Regions from separate parts of the Mus musculus genome. Here regions 1 and 2 are each linked to region 3. A link is a contact called in public Hi-C and HiChIP or PLAC-seq data. All regions are on one chromosome and are shown on one strand. The core of a region is the stretch at or near the end of the contact, and the rest is flanking DNA. Distances in the headings are between cores, read along the strand shown.

Region 1 (4,181 bases), core at 459-2,958, 580 kb before region 3:
TGAGGAGGTTCTATGGGAAAATACCCCATTTCTTTGAAGCCTGTTCCTTTCTGTAAAGGGTGGTTTCTATAGAAAGTAAATAACTTTAATTATTAAAAAAAAATGACAGCGTATCACTTCTCTTTGGAATAATCTTTGTATTTAATGAGAACTATTATTATTTCTTTATATAAACAATCCAAGGATCTTGGATTTAAAATTAATTTGACCATTTATTTTCTTTTTTCTCCTTTGAAACAGAGACTTACTATGCAACCGAGGTTGGTCTAGAATTTGCTATGTACCCTAGGCTGGCCTCAACCACCTCACCCTACCTCAGTCTTGAAACTGCTAGGATTTCAGGCGTGTGACAGCACAGCCAGTAAAAATTAACATTTGAGTTGCAATGACTCACATTTAGCTGGTAACTTCCAAAAGGCTGCAATTGCATGTTACATACATATGTTTAAATTTTTAAAATTAAAAAAAAAGTGTTTTTTTCCCCTAGATTCATGTTTTGTTTAGATAGAAATTCAGTGTCCTAGCTTGATGGAGCAGTGCAGGGCCTTTTCTCTTCTGGGGTCCCACCTTGAGCAAAGCTTTACTGGTTCCCACCCAACCCTGGCTTAACCTGGTGTCCTCTCTGTCTCCTTGTTTCGCTCACAGATTGTCCTCTAGTTTCAAATGCCTGTCAGTGAGCTGAGATGACAGATTTGCCTGTGCTGGTGTGCCGAGGCAGTATGTAGTTGAGCTCAAGCGTCCTGGAACCAGCTCCCGTGGCACTGCTGTGCCCTGTGGTGACTTTGAGGGCAGGAGTTGAGGTGAACGTGAATCCAGGGGAACGGGAGAGCAGAGTGGTCTACGTGACTCCCAGCATCTCACTGGGCAAGGACAGCACTATCCTGCATCTTATTTTTTTTTTTTTCCAATTTTTGGGTGTAGACTTCTGAGCCACTCTGGAGACAATAGAACCATCCCCAGTGATGTCCAAAGTGACATGCCCTTGCTCATCTCAGCCCCAGACGGTGAGCGACAGTGAACTTTCGGTGCCTAGCAGCACTTTGTCATATAGAGTGGGTTATTAATACTACCCCGGAGCCTTGGCAAACACCATCCTCCACCACATTCCACATTATACTTTTTCGTAAACATCTTATCTCATCCAACCCAACATAGCTCCTAATTCTTTATATAACCATGAAACTCAACACTCCACCTTCGTTGGATGGGTCCTTCTCAAACTTGCTCTATATTACAACAACATTAATTGCTATTTTATGCTCATCCACAGACAGACATCTTCACAACTTCTTGGTAACTTACAAGTGCACTGGTTGACAGCATCCTCAATTAGCAGAGTCATTTCCATATCCTGGACATATACATTGATCAGAAAAGATGACAATTTATTTTTAGACAGACGCAGCCTGCATAATTTAAATATATTTCCCATTTGGCAAAAATGGTGTTGTAGCTAATGTATGTTCAATATTTCCAAAAACATTGGTACTTTCCCATAAATATCTTCCATATTTTTTTTCAGTGAGTAATAAAAAAGGTTGAGGTGGGATGTGTTTTAGCCCACCACATTATATCACTCCTATTTTTCCTCTTTGTTGGATGGCAATCAGGGGCCCCGATGCCAAGCTTTGGAAGCAACAGCATCTGGCTCCTTGGCAGAACCCGCAGGCAGACTTGTTGCCAGCCTCTAAGCTGTGTCTGGGTCTGTTGCAGGGTTTGGCTGCAGATGGGCGCTCTGGGTTGCCTCGTGCTTCTGGAAGCCAGTCCTGGCGTTCCTTTTATTCTGAGGACTTTACTCATTTTTATTCATTTGTGAAGAAGGGCCCATCCAAATGTTTTATGAAACCAACACAGGAGAACATTAATGGATCAAGTTTTGCCTTTGAAGAGGCAGAGGTCAGTGTGCGTTTAGGCAGGAGACACCACACGCTGAAGACAAGTCCACGCGTGGGCGAGCATCGTCCCTTGAGCTTCTTTCGATTCCACAGAGCTCTGAAGGAGGATGGATTTGTATTCCTGTCCCTCCCTCCTTCCCTCCCTCCCTCCCTCCCTCCCTCGATCCCTCCCTCCCTTAGGATGGGGCTGCGTGCTTACTGGAAAAACAGAACCGGGGAGCTCAGCCATCCTCAGATGGAGAAAGCCTCCTGTTTCTTTTGTGGTTTTAATGGAACCAGACCCCGAGGACACAAGGACCATGGCGGAGGTCCTCTGTGCTCTGCTCTCTTCTACTGTGTTATTGTTCACCTGAGTATGGAACTACACTATGACAAGAAAAAACGGTGCACATTAAGTCTTAATTTAGTCTGAGCTAAGCACATACATGGAAGATGGAGCACTCTACTAGCTTTTGCCAAGACTGTGGCCTCTAGGGCAAGAGTTTCCGGGTTTCTTAGAATTTTGAAATGCTCTCTCCAGCTTGATGGTGCAGTCCTGTGATACCAGGAATTGGGGAGCAGACGAATGTTAGGGAGTTCAAGGCCACCCCGGGCAACATAGCACACTAGATTCCATCTCATAAAAACAACAAAACCCAAAGACACCCAAATCATAGCACCCCACCAACAAAAGAAAGAAACACTCCTAGTACCATCCATGCTACTTATCACCCAGATCCACTAAAACCAAACCAAAATAAAACAAAAAAATCCAACAAACAACAACAGCAACAAAAACCTCCAAGTCTGCTTGAGGCAGAATTAAGAGCACTAGCTGCTCTTGCAGAGGACCTGGGGTCAATTCCCAGTGTGTACAAGGTGGCTCACAACCATCTGTAACTCCAGTCCCAGAGCATCTGATGCATTCTTTTGGCCTCTGTGAGCACATGGTACACAGATATGCATGCAAACAAATCACCATACCCATAAAATGAAGGAAAAAAAGCAACAAATCTCTGATTTGCACATACACAATACCACTATTTTAATTAACATATATTTTACTCTTGTTCTGAAGATGTAAACATTTTGTGGTGTCTCCTGAGTGTGTTCCTCTCATTGACTTTTTTATCGGTAGCTTATGATTGAATACCTGCTATTTTGTCAAACACCAAGTCCTGCTCTCGTGGTGTTTATTTTCTATTAGAGGAAGGATGCTATGAAATTGACTCCCGAGATCACTGTAGACGGAAAGAGTGCTATTAGGAAAATAAAACTGTAACATGCAGAACATTGTAGTGGAGGTGGAGAGCCATTCAAGACGGATTTGGGCCCACTTCTGGGCATCTATCCAAAGGAAATAAAATTACTATCTCAAAGAAAGCTGCAGAAGCTGAGGAGATGGCTTGGTTGAGAGCGCTGGCTAGTCTTGCAGAGGACTCAGTTCAGATCTCAGAAACTATACTGGAAGGCCTGTAACTCCAGTCATGGGGGATCTGACACTCTCTTCTGGACTCTTCTGGCACCTGCACATACATGTGCAAACACGCGCGCGCGCGCGCGCACACACACACACACACACACACACACACACACAGAGTAACGTGTAAGGTGACGTATATGTCAATCAGCTTGTTGATAGAATCTCTTAAGTGTATCCAAACATCATGGTAAACATCTTTAATATGTGAACTTTTTTTTGTTTTGTGTGACTGTGTGTGTGTCCATGCATGCATATGTATGATCATGTGTATGCATGCAGAGGCCAGAGAAGGGTATCAGGTGTCTTCCTCTGTCACTCTCTGCCTTACTCTCCTATACCAGAAGCTTGTTCATTTAGAAAGGTTGACTGGCCAGCAAGCTCCCAGCATCTACTGTCTCCATCCCCCAACACTAGGGTAATAGTCTGTATGTGACTATCCATGGCTTTTTTATGGGAGTGCTAGGGATTCAAACTTGGGTTCTTATGCTTGTGTACAGCAGAGATTGTTTAAGGAAGTGGAATTGGATCTAAGAGCACATCAGCAGACAGGAGTCAGCCAGTGCTCTTCAAGGGCAGTGGAACTGCAAGAGGAAAAAGCGAGGTACGGTATCAATGAAGAACGACCCTGGCACAGCTGAGGTCCAGAAGGGCAGGGCGTAATAATCCTGCTGGGTGTCAGACAGGGTCTTACTCACTGAGAGCAGGTTTGTGAGTCATGGAGCATATTCTAGCAGCAACGGGAAGCCATTGGTGCTTCTCAGTAGCAGAATGGCATGGTTAGTTCCTGAGTTTGAAAGGTCACTTTGGCTACAATGTAGAGGAAG
Region 2 (4,012 bases), core at 1,097-3,596, 650 kb before region 3:
TGATTGATTTTTTTTTTCTTTTTTTGTAATGAAATCTTGCTATGTTATCCAGGCTAGCCTCAAACTTCTAGACTCAGGCAGTTCTTCTACTCTAACTTTCTGAGTAGCTGGGATTTTGATGGGGAGGTTCAAGGTTTACAGCTGGCTCCCACTAGCCTTAAATCATGCATTGACTATCAGTGAGTTATGTTTGTAGAGCTCTGTTGGAATGCAGCACTGTGCCCTGAGCCATGGTCCAGGACTACATTTGGGGACATACGTACATCAGACCTAATGTGCCTCAGGGTTTAAATTCACATGGACATGCTCTTACTTACTTTATTTTTTTCTTAGATTTTAGCTTATTTATCGAGACACGGTTTCACTCTGTAATCCAGGCTGTTTTCAAAATCCTTCCTGCTTCAGCCTCCCAGGTGTTGGAATCTCAGGTGTCCACCCCTAAGGCTGGCTCAGAAATGAACTTAAATTCCAGCGCAGCTTCTATGCATTTAAGAGACAAGTGTTGGGGTGTCTCAGCCTGCTTGGCTTCCTGTTTCTGAGCAGTAACATGGATGGGTAACAGCGTGAACGTTTCTTCATGAGAAAAGACGGCAGCTTTGAAAACCATTTGCAAAGCGTGTAGGCTTTGCATCAGTCTTAGGTGTTATTGGTTTCACTGATGGTTTTGTTAAGGATCGATGCTGCAATAAAAATAAGACACAGCCAGTGCAGAGTTTTAGGTCTTCAATAATGAGAGCTTCCTGTTACCCTGAGTACAAGCCAGGCCACATCTCAAGTTCATTCTTTATCATTAAGGTGGGGAGAGAGAGGGAGGAAAGGCACTTAACTCTGGCTATACAGGGGGACAAGCCCCTATGACTCATGGGGACTTACCATTGACGCTCAAAGCTCCCATTGTTGCTGAGGGCAAGTTCTGCTTTCCAAGGCCATTGGCTGGATACTGTTTAGGGAGGATATTAGATTTACACAGGGTTTAGAAATAGAATCACTGTTACGCAAAGGAGGAAACCCTGAGCAGTTTTACCGTCTTTCAGATAACATTGATTTTTTTTTGTTCTCTTTTAAATTATGTGCTATTAAAAAAAAAAACCCCAAAACCTCACTTGGTAACTTTTCTTCTGTGTCTGTATCCTTTCACCCCATACACACAGCCTGTTGTTAGATCTTGTAACTCCTTGTAAAATCCTCTTAGGATGCAGCCCTGAGGTAGTTCCCATTCCTTTCTCAGTTTGAAACCTGCAGCCTTGTGCATGTTAGACAAGTACTCAACCCTGTGAATTGCACCACAGCCCTGACTCCCGGGACTCTAAGCTAGCCTCTAGGTCTTCTATTCCTTCTGGTGGTTCTGTTCCAGTCAGCCTGACTTCCTGGAAGTGTCATGAGCCTGCTGGAGCAGACATGGACCAAGAGAGCCCAACAGCTGGTGGCTCCCCATGTGTTCTCCTGGCACCGATTCATACTATGTGTGGATCCGTAGACAGCCAACCTGTGCTTGCATGCCCTCCCTCTCCTCAGCCTGCCTGCCATCAAAGCTCTGGGTTCTGGTTTAAAAGTTATTGGGAAGTGATAGGAAAACTAGTCCTATGGGCTGAGGCTAGCTCAGTGGTGGGCCCTTGGTTAGCTTGAGTGAGGCTGAGTTCCATACAGCACCGGAGAAAGGCGCGCAGGAAGGAGAGGAAGGGAAGAGCTGAGGGAAGAAAGAGAGCCAAAATGGAGGGTGTTGGGCAGAGACAAGACAGAGCCTAAAGCTGGTGCTGCGGTCTTAAACATCTCCTTTGGTTTTAGGCCTCTCAGAGGCTTGACAGAAAAGTTCACTGCTCCGCGGATTTCTTGTTCTGTTCCCTCAAAGTCCTCAGTTCCCTGTCCATTTGTCCCATCACTGAATCGGCTTCCCTTTGCCAGGCCATGCTGCTGGGTCAAAGTGTGCCTCTCTATTATTAACCTGTTTAACAGCTGAGAACAGTGAAGTACCCAGAAGCTACGTGACCCACCCAGGATCACGTGGCAGTGAACCGGCTGAGACTCACCCTTCTGAGGCTGGTGCTGCCTGCTGCCCTTGGCTCAGGCAGAACCGTCCACAGACATTCACGAGCTCGTGTTACATACAGGGCAAGGTCTCAGTAGAGGCTTCTCCTCTTCCCACTGAGTTCAGTGTCAACACAGCAGTGGAGAGAAGTGATGTGGAATCCTGGGAGCTTTGTTCTGAAGGGTCTCTTGTGGCAGAGCCTGGGGACTGTTGGTGACATTTCCATAAGTGTGACACTCTGCTGGTTGGATTAGGAGGTCCTGGGTAGTAACTGAAGAGTTCACAGTGGCCCTCCACTGACAACGCTATGTTCCAAAAGGGCACAGCAGCTGTTCAGCCTGAGGGATAGGGACAGAGGCAGAAGCAGGCATGCAGGAAGCTCACCCTAGGGAGTGCCTGCAGTGAGCCAGGCACCTTAAGGAGCCTCTCCAGGGATGCTTCCTTTGAGGACTTCTATCCACTCCCAGAACTCACCTGACCAACTCCTGTCCTCCTCCCGCTCTTGTTCCTGGGTGAGGAAATCAAACCCAGAGCTTCTAAGTGGAAAGCAGAGTTGGTGAGTCAGAAGGTTCCAATGCTCTCCCCTCCTCCCCTCTCCTTTCCTCCCCTTCCCTCCCCTTTCCTCTCCTTTCCTCCCCTCCCTTCCCCTCCCCTTTCTTCCCCTCCCTTCCCCCCTTTCCTCCCCTCCCTTCCCCTCCCCTCTCCCCCTCCTTTATCCCTCCTTTCTCCCTCCTTCCCAGTCCCTTCTCTCCTCCTCTCCTTTTTCTTTTTGAGACAGAACCTCACACTTGTAACCCAGGCTCCCAAGCTTGCCTTCACTCCCAGCAATTCTCCTGCCTCAGCCTCCCAAATGCTGGGATTGCAAACACAGTACCATTCCGAGTCAAGAAGTCTTTCTTTGAAGGGACCCGTCTAAAACTAGCACAGATGAGTCCTGTCCGTGCTTTCTTCCTTTCTTATCCAGTGAGTCATGGAAGGAGCCATGGGGAAGTTGGTCTTCTCCTCTAAAACCCTTGCTGAGTTTCCCTCCAGAGTGACAGTGGCTCAGGGGCACCATTTTGGCTGCAGTCCTGTGGAGTTTCATTTTCACATTTTTATTGAAAAATCGAAATCTGGAGAATTAGAGCCTTTCCATATTGATTTTCCAGGAGCAAGTGAAAATTGCATTTTGTATAGGACTAAGGAAGTGGCACCTTGAGTGGTGACAGGGCTGACGTTGGAGATGACGTGAGACCAGGAGAACAATGGCGCTGGTGGGTATAGCCTCTGTAATTTTTTGATGTGACAAAGGCAGGAATGAAGATTGATCCACACCCATGTGACTCGATTTCTTGCATTATGATGTTAATTTCATTTTGTTTTCAGTGAACAGGAAAGAAAAGTGGGAGCTTCAGGGAACAGAAAATTCAAGTTTCACCTCGTAGCATGTTGTGGTCAGGTATCAAGTCCACACACACACACCTCTGCTCTGGCCAAGCTGGTTGCTTTGGGACAATGTGGAGAACCCACTGGAATTCCAACTAAAGTATTCACGTTGAGGCCCACCTCTGTGTTCTGGGTTCAGATCCTGCTGCTACTGTACTCTGACAAATTATATAATTCTCTGAACCTCAATTTTTCATCTGTAAATTGAGGATATTGAATAAGGTAGTAAGACTTGGGCGATTGGATTAAGAAATAAATATTGGCTAACCTAATGAATAAATAAGACGGCTGCTATACATCATTTGAATTGTTAATTAAGTGTCTGTTGTGTGCAATGACAGTCTCTTGATGAGGTAGAAATAACATTTTTTTTAAATTTTAACTTATGTTAAATATAATGTAATACACACACACACACACACACACACACACACACACACACACACACTAGTATGTGTGTAGAGATGAGGAGACAACAGGTAGGAGCCAGATCTCTCCTTCCACTACATGGGTCCTGGGATCAAACTCAGATTGTCAGGTGGCAAGTGCCTTTCCTTGCTA
Region 3 (3,958 bases), core at 41-2,540:
ACTGGCGATTTTACTGCATGTACAAAGTCCTCTTCTCAGCAACAGAGCACAATGCTTGCCTTGCGATGGCCATGTACTGCCAGTACCCTAGGTCTCAGCGCTCAGTTTATGCTTATTCTGAACTATAAAATAGCATCTGAGCTCTCAGATGAGCCAGGGAATGGCAGGTATGGCCTAACAGTGCAGTGACTTCACTGGTAGAGACTGGAAGACCTACAACAGTGGGAGGGTATGCTCTCATGTGCTCACTATGGCCTCCACAGATTTGTCTATCTCCTGGGATCAGGATGGACACACAGGCCCCTGGGAGTTAGACAGCCTTCCTGCAAAAGGCATTTGTCAAGGCCCTGAGAACTGTAGGACTGAGCCTGGAGCCCTGCGGAGGACAGAGGAACAGCACACGGGAGCAGGGCTGCAACATGACTAATTAATTACCAAATTGGGGGCAGAGAGGAGAGTTCACAGGGGCCTAGAGCCCAGAGAACCCAGCCTTGTAATTAATAGTTGAAAAGTTCTAGTCAATTCTCAGAGTTCGAAGAACATTAAAAGAATACTTGATGCTGCGGGCAGGGAGGAAAGCAGCCGCCGCCCCAGGGCCAATTGCCTCTCCAGCAGCGGCAAGGCTGCTCCCCTGCTCTCAGGACCATTTGTTCCATTACACAATCTCCTGAAGCCATTTAGAGAGAGCTCAAACAACTGCCTGTACCAACGCGACACATGGCTCCCCATTCCGACTCTTTGCTAATCCAGACGCTCCAACCATCTTTCTTTAAGATGCCATATGGTTGGCAGAAGCCTGTAGATCTTCTAGCAGCACATCTGTTTCTGCCTTTCTCCTTCCCTCCATCCCCCAACAAAAGAGGGCTAGGAAGGCAGCCTGAGAGGAGGCTCACTGTGCCCCTGCCTGGCTGGAGGCTCCTCTTACTCACTCTGACACAACAAGGCTTTTAAGGGGATGACCAGGAATTATTTGGGACTCCACCATTTTTAACTGTGGGGCATGGCGATTTTCTTTTTTTTTTTTTCTTTTTTTGACCTATTGATGATTTTAAAACAAAATTTGAAAAATAAAACATAGAGTCTTGTCTCCCAAAAAATTGATTATTTTAAAACCACTTCTGAATGGCCTAGTGGGATTCTTTCAATGCAGTCTTCTACCAACGAGCCTCCTCCCTGGCTTGAGTAGTTTCTTTTCGGTCAAGGAAGACAGACACACTGAGAGGAACAGACCCTGAGCTGGCTTTGTTAGCTAGCATAGCGGCTGTATGCTAATGAGGCAGCTCCACAAGGGGCTTTTTTGGTGTGATGAGCAGAGACTGTTGACACTGTTGCAATCCTGGCTCTCCTGGCCTGTGAGTCCATGGGCTGTCTCCTTGGAATCTGGCCCCCAGTGAGACAGTCTATTCAACTGTCTGATGACTGAAACCTGGCTCTCTGTAACCGTGAACAGTTGAGGGTGGGGGAGAGGGGAGAAAATAGTCTATCAGGCCCACGGTCAGAGACACCAGGGAAACTGGCAGATTTCTTCTGCACAGATACGTAGGACAGATTCACGGCCATGATGAAAGCCTTAGGAACAAAGTACTGATAAGTGCAGGCGAGGGGCACAGTGACCGCCTCTGTTTCTGGGTGCCTGGCACTCAGCAGGTGGGGCTGTCTCAGTGCCACAAGAGGAGCAAACTAAGTGTCTGACCTCCGTGTAATTTGGTTTGGACCTTGTGTTGGCTAACCACACGCAATTCCTCGTGTCTGTGGGAATGTGGTAAAGGCAGGAAGGAAGTGACTATCCTGCTGAGGCCAACGGAGAACACCGGAGAACACCGGAAGGGAGAGGCACGCCTTGGGTGCTGTGCATGCTGTCTGAAGCATGTCTTCCCTTGCCTCGCCCGAGACCACGAGAGACAGGTCCTTATTTCAGTTTGACAGAGGAAGAGACTCATGTTTGGAGGGAGGGAAGGAAACAACATCAATAAAAAAGTCTTTAGCAAACATCTATACGTAGGAAGTTGCCAAACTCCAAGGCCCAACACAGGTCTCACAAGGGATGCTAGGTCTGCTTATGCAGGTAGCATTGTTCATAGGGCCCATACTGTGGGCCAGAGAGCAGTAACACCAACTGGCTAGAACCAGTATGCAGACAGGGGAACCAAACTGTAAATCCATTACTTACAATCTACAACAGGAATAAAAAGTTCTTGTAACTGAAATGTAAAGCATGAGGAATGGCCTGAGAAGCAGAGCTCTGAGACAGGAAGTCAGCAGCATCCGTGCACACAGCCGCAGCATCCATGCACACAGCCGCAGCATCCATGCGCATAGCCGCACAGCCACAGTGTCTGCACACACAGCCACACAGCCACACAGCCACAGCCGGCTGAGCCACCTTGAGGACAGGGTTGAGGGTTCTATCTTTAGAAATGTCTTTGCGGCCTAGGGCTGCATGTTACAGAGAGCAGTGGTTTTTAGTGAGCTGATGTTTAATGCTGTGAAGGAATATGGCTTAGGCACATTACATCAAAGCTATATGTCTTACCATGAAATTCATGAAGTAGATGTGATACTACTCAAAGAAAATATAATAACCCAAACTAGATAACAAGAAGTAAATTCTTCCTCCCATGATGATGATGAACACAGCTGACTACTAGCACTCTTTTGGACTAGTCTCATGGAGATGTAGGTACACAGAATGACAGATTTGCAGGTAAAATCAAATGGACCTCAACTGAAATCTGAGCATGATCCTAAGCAAATTCTTGGAAGACTGATTCTTGCTTTACAGTCTAAAGCAATGCTACCTACCCTACAGGACTGTTAGGAGAATTAGAGATAGTACATCAAGGGCCAGGCCCACTGAGCACCTTGAGTGACTTTACAGGCGCTGCAGTTGTTATTGTAATGGCGCTGCTGAGCACAGACAAAGTTCTTTCTACACGCATTAGCCCATTCATCCGAAAAGCAGCTCTGCGAGGTCGGCAGCATCTCTTCCATCTAATGACTGGGGCAACGGAAATTCAGGAACAAAGACAGGGTGATAAGCAGTGTAAAACTCTCCACTTCTTTCTTCTTCTTTTCTCCTCCTAACAGAGTCTGACTATGTTGTTCAGGCTGGTACCAAGTTCCCCGGTTCAAGCAATCCTCCTGCTTCAGTCTCCCAAGTAACAAGACCTGCGGTTGTATGCCACGGTGCTCAAGTGTTTTGCTACCCAGTTGATCTTAACGTTATACATCACTAATGCCACCATGATGCTCATTTTACAGAGGCTAAGGAGCACAGGCAGTATCTTGTCTTTATCTCATGGATAAATGAGCCAGCGTCCAGGCCTGACCACAACACTAGGTTTCTCTCTTACGTCCACACTGCTAACAATGAAAATAACAAAGTGAAGATAGGATTAAAAGTCAAACTTCTGTGAAAAACCCTGGCTCTGTTGTTCATACATTTGCCACCTCATCATCTGATGAGACTGAACCTAAAGCATCTGATAAGGAAATCTATACACACACACACACACACACACATACATATATATATACATATATATATATATATGCCCAAAAAAACAAAAAAAAAAAAAACCCACCTCTTTACCAAATGTCCATATGTGCTACCTAATTCTTGAGCATTCTATAGTCAATGTATGTTGAATACTTTCATTTAGCCTGTGTGCTGGATGCTGTTCTCAGCACAGTTAAGGATTAAAGCAGAGTTCTATATAAGCACGCAGGACATGGCATATGCATGTGAACATATCCCACACTTAAGCGCACACCAGCAAAGCTGTCATTACATATCTGGAACCTGGCTTAACATCGCTATAATTGTCAGAGGTTTCTTTCCATGAGAATAGACTTTCACTAAAAATTAGCTCTTGAAAGACTGGTTAAAAAAGTGAAGTTATTTGCAAGGGAAGTTGGTGTTCAGATGCTGATATGAAGTCTTTGAGGCGACGGTGAC

What was found. Hi-C and Micro-C count contacts between places; a contact is called where the count stands out from the background. HiChIP or PLAC-seq counts read pairs in DNA pulled down with a chosen protein or histone mark.
Region 1: a contact with region 3 is called in a Hi-C map of cerebral cortex, with 1.8 times the contacts expected there. The contact joins two enhancer-like sites. A contact is called at or near these places in 3 of 484 Hi-C or Micro-C datasets (cerebellum, cerebral cortex and cortical neurons) and 3 of 115 datasets of contacts at active chromatin or transcription factors (astrocytes, embryonic stem cells and neural stem cells).
Region 2: an H3K27ac HiChIP or PLAC-seq map of stem cell-derived neural progenitor cells shows a contact between it and region 3, with 6 times the contacts expected there. The contact joins the promoter of 2310043L19Rik here to the enhancer-like site in region 3. A contact is called at or near these places in 1 of 15 datasets of contacts at CTCF or cohesin (the NIH/3T3 cell line), 1 of 484 Hi-C or Micro-C datasets (neural progenitor cells), 4 of 115 datasets of contacts at active chromatin or transcription factors (differentiating embryonic stem cells, embryonic stem cells, neural tube and 1 more) and 1 of 9 other capture datasets (embryonic stem cells).

The regions. Positions count from the first base shown.
Region 1 is chr1:177,571,043-177,575,223 of GRCm38.p6, reverse strand. All of the region lies in intron 2 of Gm30013 (a long non-coding RNA gene), which reads right to left. Among named protein-coding and RNA genes, the nearest start is that of Gm51282, 6.4 kb to the left of the region's middle. Within about 2 kb of position 1,708, at least 26 of the 459 cell types and tissues checked have an H3K27ac peak or open chromatin away from gene starts, as enhancers often do. A contact at or near this core is called in cerebellum, cerebral cortex and cortical neurons, where this site is marked.
Region 2 is chr1:177,641,277-177,645,288 of GRCm38.p6, reverse strand. 2310043L19Rik (RIKEN cDNA 2310043L19 gene) reads left to right here and starts at 2,346. Exons shown (of 3, transcript NR_037994.1): 1 at 2,346-2,582; 2 at 3,175-3,279; 3 at 3,392-3,747.
Region 3 is chr1:176,991,688-176,995,645 of GRCm38.p6, reverse strand. All of the region lies in intron 16 of Sdccag8 (serologically defined colon cancer antigen 8), which reads right to left. Among named protein-coding and RNA genes, the nearest start is that of Gm15423, 53 kb to the right of the region's middle. Within about 2 kb of position 1,290, at least 147 of the 459 cell types and tissues checked have an H3K27ac peak or open chromatin away from gene starts, as enhancers often do. A contact at or near this core is called in cerebellum, cerebral cortex, cortical neurons and 4 more, where this site is marked.